Regions from separate parts of the Sus scrofa genome. Here region 1 is linked to region 2. The links are chromatin contacts, called in public HiChIP or PLAC-seq maps. All regions are on one chromosome and are shown on one strand. Each heading gives the region's core, a stretch centred on a gene start, on an enhancer-like site or on the middle of the called end of the contact. The rest is flanking DNA. Distances are from core to core; before and after follow the strand shown.

Evidence for each region. HiChIP or PLAC-seq counts read pairs in DNA pulled down with a chosen protein or histone mark.
Region 1: an H3K27ac HiChIP or PLAC-seq map of skeletal muscle shows a contact between it and region 2, with 5 times the contacts expected there. The contact joins two enhancer-like sites. A contact is called at or near these places in 1 of 5 promoter capture datasets (liver), 5 of 47 Hi-C or Micro-C datasets (alveolar macrophages, heart right ventricle, liver and 1 more) and 1 of 2 datasets of contacts at active chromatin or transcription factors (skeletal muscle).

The regions. Positions count from the first base shown.
Region 1 is chr11:15,108,936-15,113,152 of Sscrofa11.1, reverse strand. No RefSeq gene overlaps it. Among named protein-coding and RNA genes, the nearest start is that of FOXO1, 300 kb to the left of the region's middle. Within about 2 kb of position 2,367, at least 18 of the 83 cell types and tissues checked have an H3K27ac peak or open chromatin away from gene starts, as enhancers often do. A contact at or near this core is called in liver and skeletal muscle, where this site is marked.
Region 2 is chr11:15,013,088-15,017,399 of Sscrofa11.1, reverse strand. No RefSeq gene overlaps it. Among named protein-coding and RNA genes, the nearest start is that of FOXO1, 390 kb to the left of the region's middle. Within about 2 kb of position 1,884, at least 52 of the 83 cell types and tissues checked have an H3K27ac peak or open chromatin away from gene starts, as enhancers often do. A contact at or near this core is called in liver and skeletal muscle, where this site is marked.

The DNA.
Region 1 (4,217 bases), core at 1,118-3,617, 95 kb before region 2:
CCTCTCTCCCGGCACCCGACGCCACACACAGCCCTGGAAGATCTCCAGCTCGCGCTGTCTGCATGCGAGCCTGCCATGGGGAGCAGCAGCTGCGAACACACCTAACCAGAAGCAGCATTGCCGGATGGGTGACACCTCAGGGGAAACCACAGCTTCGTGCCTCTTTGCTGGAAAGCCCAACCGCCCTTTTGTTCTGCAGGTAGAACTGTTGCGAAAGGGAACGCAGACGGAGTTCCGGGAACACTGTAGGTACCTCTGAAATGGTTTCTCTGTTTTTAAACATCACCAGGAAGTGCTAAGTGATGGGACAAGAAGGGAGTGCCCAAGAGAGGGCAAAGCGAAGCCTCATCTTCCAAACCAGACGCTCTGCCTTCTTTCTCTTTTGGTCCCTGCCCCCTACTTCCTCCCAGTAGAGACTGTATCTGCTTTTTTTCTCTCCCTGAGGAGCCTGATAGGCTTATTCCCATTGGAACCAAATGGAGCTGGAGCCTTGTAGATAATCTGGAGCCTGGATAGGAAAAAGAGGCTTGAAGTTACAGTGAGTGACTGAGGAGCCAGGCAGGACTCCAGACTCATGACTCTGACTCCTTGGTCCAGTGCTCTGTTCAAAGCTTCTCCTCGTAGACAACGAGGATTTTAGCAATCCATTATCTCCCTGATGTTGCTGCTGTAATCATCCACCACGCATCACACACCTCCTTTACAGGACTTCAGAGGACTTGCATCCAGTCCTTTGTAGGCACTGGGGACTAGCAGCCAAAGAGAAGTAATCCCTGCTCTTGCAGGGCGTATGGTCCAGTGAGGGGAGATGGATAGTGAAATACAGGCAGACCTTGGAGGTTGTGTTCAGTCCTGGCCACTGCAGTAAAGTGAATATGGCATTAAAGCGAGTCACAGAATGGTTTGGTTTCCAGTGCATATAAAAGTGATCTTTACCCTGTTCATAGATGTCTATTAAGTGTGCAATAGCATTATGTCTAAAAAAAAAAAAAAAACCAATGTGCATACTTTCATTAAAAAGTAATGCTACTGAGGAGTTCTCTTGTGGTGCAGTGGGGTTAAGGATATGGCTCTGTCACTGAGGTGGCTCGGGTCACTGCTGTGGTACAGGTTCGATCACTGGCCCGGGAACTTCCATATGTCATGGGTGAGGCTAAAAAAATAATAATAATAATACTGTTGGGAAAATGGTGCCAAAAAGCTTGCTCAACACAGGGTTGCCACAAACCTTCAATCTGTAAAAATGCAGAATCTGCAAAGCGCAATACAATGAGGTCTGCCTCTAGGCAAATAACTGGTAGATACACTCTCCACAGTGTCTCCCTGGGGAACAGTTTTCTCAATAGAATGCTTCTCAAATTATTAAAACCCAACTTCATAGAATGTATGTATCTTTCAACACAGTGGTTTTCAATGTCAATGATTATGTAGAAAAACGTGTCTCTATATGACCCCCAAACTCCATACAACATTTAAGTAAAATGATTTGTGGGAATCGTCTTGCGTTACATTCTAAATACAACTCATTGAATTGTTTTCAAGGCTCATTGAAGTCCACTTGGGGTGTGTGCCTTGGTGGTTAGAGCTGAGAGAGGGGCCCTAGGACATCATTCAGGCATCACTTTGTTACAAACGTATTAATTTTTTGGTGATCAGGAAAGCGACGCTTGCGGCATTTTACACCTCAGCATGATGTTTTATTGCTTAGACGTGAGTACAGAGGTGTTTTCTACTATATTAGTGACATTTTAGGAAACTTGTTGGAGTTTGAGGTTAGTGCCTTTAAAGTCACGGGAAGTGGGTTCCTGGTTACATTGTCCGGCAGGAGGCTGACGTAGAGCATGTGTCAGAAAGGTGAGAGGTGTCCTATCAGGCCCCCCTTTGTGCGCATTCTCAGAGCAGCGTCTGGTTGGGACTCCCAGTCACAGCCACAGCATCCCCAGAGGTGACACATCCCTTTTATGGGGGAGCCGGCACAGACAATGGCCTTGCATCACCACGTCGAGGTGGGTACCAAGCACGTGTCCTTCACTAGGAAGCTTGGCTCAGTGATGATGATCAAGGCTCCTTGCAGAAGAACTTCAACAGGAAGAGTAAAACGATGCCCTTGTCAAGTTCTGTGCTGGTCCTCTGCCGGCAGAGGTGGCCCAGTTCCATGAGCTGTTTTGTTTTTTTATTTTTTTTTAATTTTTTTTATTTGAATGGTAGCTCTGGAATGGTAGGAAGTCTCCCACAGAGGATTTCCTTTGCTCATTGTTGTTTTTCCCTTAGGAAAAAAATGTGGTAAGGGAGGGCCATGCTTCTCTCTCCCTTTGTGACTTCTGTGATGCAGAGTTTAAAAGGCCAGTGACAGGATCTGGGTCACAGACTCGGTTTCCTTCTTGTGTGAGGCCTGGTGGCTTCACGTGCCTGTCCCTTTAAACATTGGAACTAGAGCCTCATACTCTGTCCTATTTTTATATCTGGTCACATGGGTGAACAGCATTTTCCTCGAGGCTGGAATCTGTACTGAGGGAAGTACCATGTATTGGAATCACCAAATCTTAGATTTTCGCTTTGTAAAGGATGAAAGGTCCCCTAGTGTCCCCTCCTCAAAGCAGAGCCTCCCCCCCTCCCCTGCCCTGTCCCAGGGACATCTGGCTGAGTCTGCATGTGCCCTGAGCACGACTGATTGTGTGTGAGTGTGTCAGACTTTGCTGGAGAACCAGAACCAACAGAGAGTGTGTATGTGCAAAAGGAGGTTTACTTTTAGGAACTGGCTCATGTGATCACGGAGGCTGACAAGTCCAAAATCTGCAGCGTGGGCTGGCAGGTTGAAGACTCAGTGCTCTGGTCAGAATGTTTGTGTCCCCCCAGGGTCGCGTGTTGAGATCCTAATGCCCAATGGAGTGTATGAGAACACAGGGCCTTTGGCAGGTGATTAGGCTGTGAGGGCAGAGCCCCCATGAATGAGATTGTGAAAGGGGCTCCAGGGAGTTCTGTCGTGGCTCAGCAGGCTAAGAACCTGGCTAGTATCCATGAGGACTTGGGTTTGATCCCTGGCCTTGCTCAGTGGGTTAAAGATGGGCGTTGCCACGAGCTGTGGTGTAGGTTGCAGATGTGCCCCAGATCTGGCGTTGCCGTGACTGTGGTGTAGGCTGGCAGCGGCAGCTGATTCAACCCCTAGCCTGGGAACCTCCATATGCCGCTGGTGTGGCCCTAAAAAAGGGGGGGGGGGCTCTAGATCAAGTCACTCCCCCATCCCTTCTGCCTTGTGATGATCCAGTGAGAGGCCAGTGGCCTGGAAGAGAGTCCTCACTTGACCATGCTGACACTCTGGTCTTGGACCTCCAGTCTCCAGAACTGTGAGAAAGAAACTTCTGTTGTCTGTAAGCCACCCAGTCTGTGGTGTTTTGTTATAGCAACCTGCACGGACTAAGACACCCTGGAAGAGCTGATGCTGCAATTCAAGTCCAAAAGCTGTCTGCTAGTAGAGTTTTCTCTTACTCAGAGCCCTGTGGTCTATTCAGGCCATCACCTGATTGGACAAGGCCCCCCCACATTGTGGCAGTCCCTCTGCTCTGCCCAAAGATCACTGATTGGAATTTACATCTCACTGCAAAATATCCCCTCACAGAAATATCCAGATTAACATTTGATTACATATCTGAGCACTGTGGCTGCAGCCAAGATGACACATAAAATTACCAATTGCAGTGTTGGACAGCATCTGGGATATTATATGTGCTTGTGAGTGTCCAGCAATGAAACACACACACACACATACACAAATGAACTGAAGTCCCTCATGAAGAAGGAAAGAACTAACCAGCCTTGGGTGGGGAGAGTATCTCCATGCTCCTTTCTGCTTAGGAAAAGGGGTGGTCAAAGGATATGACACCTGGGCCTGGATGACTGATTAAGAGCGACCTCTGCTTCAGAGCTTTTAAAAGCTGATGTCAGCCAGCTGCAGAACTTCCTGTATCCCTGGATTTGCGTAGGAACTGAAAGAGGCACTTGGCTGATGTGTGTGTGTGTGTCAGCATAACGGAAAGATTCGGTGGTGTGTGCACCATGGGGCCCCACTGTGGAGGTGGAATCCCAGCTCTGCCACGAACTTGCTGTGTAACTGTGGGCAAGCTGCTTAACCTCTCTGTGATTGCTTCTCTCATCTGTAAAATAGGGAAATAACAGAAGCCGCACTTCATAGGTAGTGAGGATTCAAGGGGGCAGTAGCT
Region 2 (4,312 bases), core at 635-3,134:
TAGAGTCAAGCGGGATGTGAGGGCCCATGTCTGCCTCCTTCTGAGCATCAGAGGGCATCTTGGATGCACTTAGAGTCTTCAGCTGGAGGGCATGAGAATAAGCCAGGAATGCCTTTGCCATCCTTTCTCTTGACCTGTAGGTACCGTATTGTCCTTCGAGAGGTTCTATGTGAGGTAAGAGGTGGGATGGACACCTGAGCCTCAGGGAAGCTGTGACTCTGTGGCATCGCTGAGATGGCACATCCCAAAACATGATCTTAAATGTTAAGTGTGAGTATTTTCAGGATTAAACGGACATACCTTTGCTTTGTACTCTGTGTAGAGTGACCTAATTCAACACCAGCAGTTACTAATTTGGATAACGGTTTTAATCTCTTTCCTTTCCTATATAGGACACTGGGTCAGTGTGTCATTGACAAAAGCCATGCAGACATATGTATGAAAACAAATGTTGTACATTTATTGCAATAACTTCGCTATTGGTGAATTTCACAGCTTTGCTCTAGCACGTCACCCAGAAGGGGAAGGGGTGTTTGCGAGCAACGTTCGGTCAGTTTGTCTACATCCGCGCAGGTGCCGATGCGGTGGTAGAGCTGATGCGGAAGAAAGGAGGGAGGTTTCGCGGGAAGAGGTTGGGAGGTGGCTGGGAGGGTTTGCGTGTTCACGTTCAGGGGAGGGGATCGTGCCAGGGCTGGGCTGCGGGCGTCCGTGGCTGAAACACCAAGCACGCTTGGTGCCAGGCTTTCGCACAAATTCCTGGCAGGACAGACGTGAGTGGGAGGTTCAGGCCTGAGGTACCATCAAGGAAGTCTGATGTGACTTCTTTTGATGCTGCTTCAGTGTAGACAGAGCAAGGGTGACTGGCTACTGTTCGGCTGGTGCCCCGGAAATGAAGTACCTCAGAAAATGGGCGGCCGCGGGCCCGCAACTTGGTTTGGAGACATTGGGCAGGGCAGCCTGTCCTGACGTCCGCCCCAGGACCTTGCCTGGCCCACGCTGTGCACACGGAGCCCACCCTGTGCACACGGAGCCCACCCTGTGCACACGGAGCCCACGCTGTGCACACGGAGCCCACCCTGTGCACACGGAGCGCCTCAGCCAGGAGACCACGACTGCTTCCTCCCGAGCCGGAGGCCTCCCAGGCTCCAAAGCCTCCCGAGGCTGCCGACATCACCCTCCTGTGGAGGAGGCTGGGCCTGGCGCCTGAACACACACACGTAGGTGAAGGACTTCCGTGAAGAAAAAGGAAAAGACGAGCAGCTCCCCCAGACGCGCCCCCGTGGCCATTGTTCTGCCTCGGAATCTGGTTCCGGCCGAGAGCAGGAAGGAAGGGGTGACCCAGGCAGCCGTTTCCGCAGCACAGATTAGACAGAGGCTGGAGCCCCCGGAACGGGTCCGCAGGGCCGGAAAGGCCCCGCTCTCCCTGCACACGGCGTGATTCTGAGGAAGAGACGTGGTGACCGCAGCCTAACAACTAGGAATTCCCAACCCAGACAAAACGCTGTGAACACCACCTCCCCAGCCTCGGGGTCCCTAGAATCCAGGGTTCTGTTCCTCACCCCACGGAACGGGCCAGGCACAGTCACTCTTCAGCAATGTTCCAGCATCCTCTCTCAGTGACACACGCCAGGGCCCAGCATTCCTCCGTCTGGAAAACTCGCCTCACGTCTAACCCGGGTCCCTCCTGCTGCAGCTGCTCTTCATCGCCTGGTGCTCAGCTCCGGTGGTGATGGAAAAGAACCTGTCACCACTTCCTCCCTGAGAATTCTTCAGATGCTTGAGGGCTTAAAAACAAAGCTCATTTTCCCTCCGTCGGTCGGTCGGTCGGTGGTTCCCAGCCTCTGTCTGCATTGGCCAATCCGGGAGAGTCCTGGGCACATGGTTCTGCTCAGGGGCAGCGAGCGCGGGTTGCCAAGCAAAGTGAAGCGCTCAGAAGCAGGCACCCCGCTCTGCCTCGTCAAGGGCAGCCCTTGCCCTGCACTCAGCTTTTCCCAACAGAACGCAGCGAGCGGGTTAAAGAGCATCGTGTCTTCCTTTTCTGGAACCCATTGTGTGTTACATCAAAGACAACGAGCGGTTGGTGCAGCCGCAGTTGCTGGACTGTGAGACCCAGGGCAGGGCCCGGAGCTCCTGGAGAGAGGAGCGAGGCTGCCCGGTGAGAGGTGCGCCCTGGGGTCTGTGCGGGAGGAGAAGGGGCGCCGGGCTGGCCTGCCGGGCCCTGCTTTCCAGCTCGAGGCTTTCACTGCCTCTTTCACTCAGGCTCAGGAAGCTGTCCCCAGGCGACACTCACACGCTGAGCAACTGCATAATTGTTGGCAAGGTCTGGGGGCCGGTCAGCCAGACTGGGCGGGGCGAGCATTCCATTATCATAACACAATGCCATAATAGGGCGCGAAAGTCTTTGCACACTCCTTCTTAGACAATAAGACTCTGAAAACTCGACTTTGACACTGAAAAGGAAGGTAAAATCAGCCTTGGTGGTGTTCTTGCCACCGGCGTTATCGTGTTCACCGTGGGGGCTTCCGTGTGGCCTGGCTGAGCCAGTGGCTCAGGACCGTGTCTCCTGCAGGCCTGCACCTGGGCTCTGAGCCTGGGGGGGTGCGCTTGGGAAACCAGGCCTGCTTGGAAGGCCATGCTCATTTTTCTTGCCCTGGGACCAGAGGGCCTTGGGGAGGAAAGCCAGAGCCAGCCCAGGTTTCCTCGGGGGACCTGGGCCTGCAGCGCCCGCAGAGCTGATGCGCACACATGGGTCTCTGGGCGAAGTGCTCACCTCCCCGCCCACCCCCAAGGCGGCGGTGCAGGGGTCAGTCAGGCCCTGCTGGGACAGGGTGTCACTCTCCCTGGACCCAGCAGGGCCTGGTGTGTACCTTGTCAGGGCTGTTGACAGGCTGACTCATAGTTACGGCATGGACCCTGGAGCCCAGAAACCTGGGTGCTGTTTCTCGCCTGGCTGCGGCTCCCTGGTTCTGCCTTCCTGCTGTGGAACCGGGGAGAGAAGTCATCCAGCAAGGCGCCAGGCTAGGCGGCTGCTTTGGGGTGGACACCAGGAAATGTGGGACCTTTTCTTCATAAAAGTGTGGAAGGTACTTTTAACGGTTCTAGTGACCGGTCCATCCCAAGTGTAGTCTCTGACTTTGGCAATGGTTAGGAAGTAAAATAGATTCCAGAAACCTCTATGAACTTCTGCAGAATTCCAATCCATCTTTGAGAGTCAATTCTCACCCTTAATTCATTGTTATACTTTTTTGTTTGAGCATTCATGCATTTATTTAAAAATATTTAATGAGAGCCCTTCATAAAAATCTCCATAAACTTTAAGTGCAAATAAGCAGCATTCTTCAAGCCTTGAAACGCCCCACAAGATGAGTTCCTTTCCAAGCATCCTGTAAGGAAGGTAGGGGATGCCTGGGCACCATCTAGACTCTCTTAATAACACCTGGTGGGGAAATTATGACACATTTTCTTATTTTCTATTAGGGTTATGCTTGTTCTTTGGATAAAAGGAACTCCATATGTAAATGCAATTATTAATCTCTGCATTTCTTCTGTGCAATTGGAACACCAGAATCTCCTGGGCTGTTTGAATAGAATTCAGGCCTTCGTCTTAATGGTAATTTTATTGCTAAGAAAAGCAGTAAAATCCATGAAAAATTAACATTGCTAAAGAGGACCCCAGGCCCCTGGGGGTTGCAACTCGAGGGTCACCAGTAAGTGGTCATGATTTAATGAAGTGCTCCCTCTGATTAGTGAGAAACGGGCCTGGCACCTTCCACAGCCTAAATACCCTGTTTCTGAGGCTGCCAAGCAAATGCTTTCAGAGGCTGAATTCTCTGCCCGCTCTAGGGAGCTGGCAGTGGGCAGCAGAGGGCATTCCACTGAAATCAGGCCATCGGGAGCTGAAGACAAAGGCAGCTGATTCAAGTGCACCAAATTGGAGTTTCTCTAATCAAATGTATTAAATTCACCATCATTCTTGATTGTTTTAATGGGAAGAAAGGGCAGCTGTGCCCTTTGTTTTCTAAGCATTTTATTTAGTGCCGTGGGGAGGCAGGGAGAGGAGGGAAGGGAGGGAAGAGGGGAGAGGTAGAGATGGCCAAGAAAGGGCCTGGAAGCTAATGTCTTTTGTCTTAAAAGTGAAACGATTTTGCACGCTGTTCAGATCCACACTGCAAGTTCCCAGAGCCGTCACTCACCGAGAAAAACCTGAGATAGCCCATTTATAAAGCACGTTCGCAGAGGAGTGGAAACACAGCCAGCGAACAAACCAAGGGGCTTGGAAGACTCCAGCCAAGAGAGACACGGGTGGCTGGTG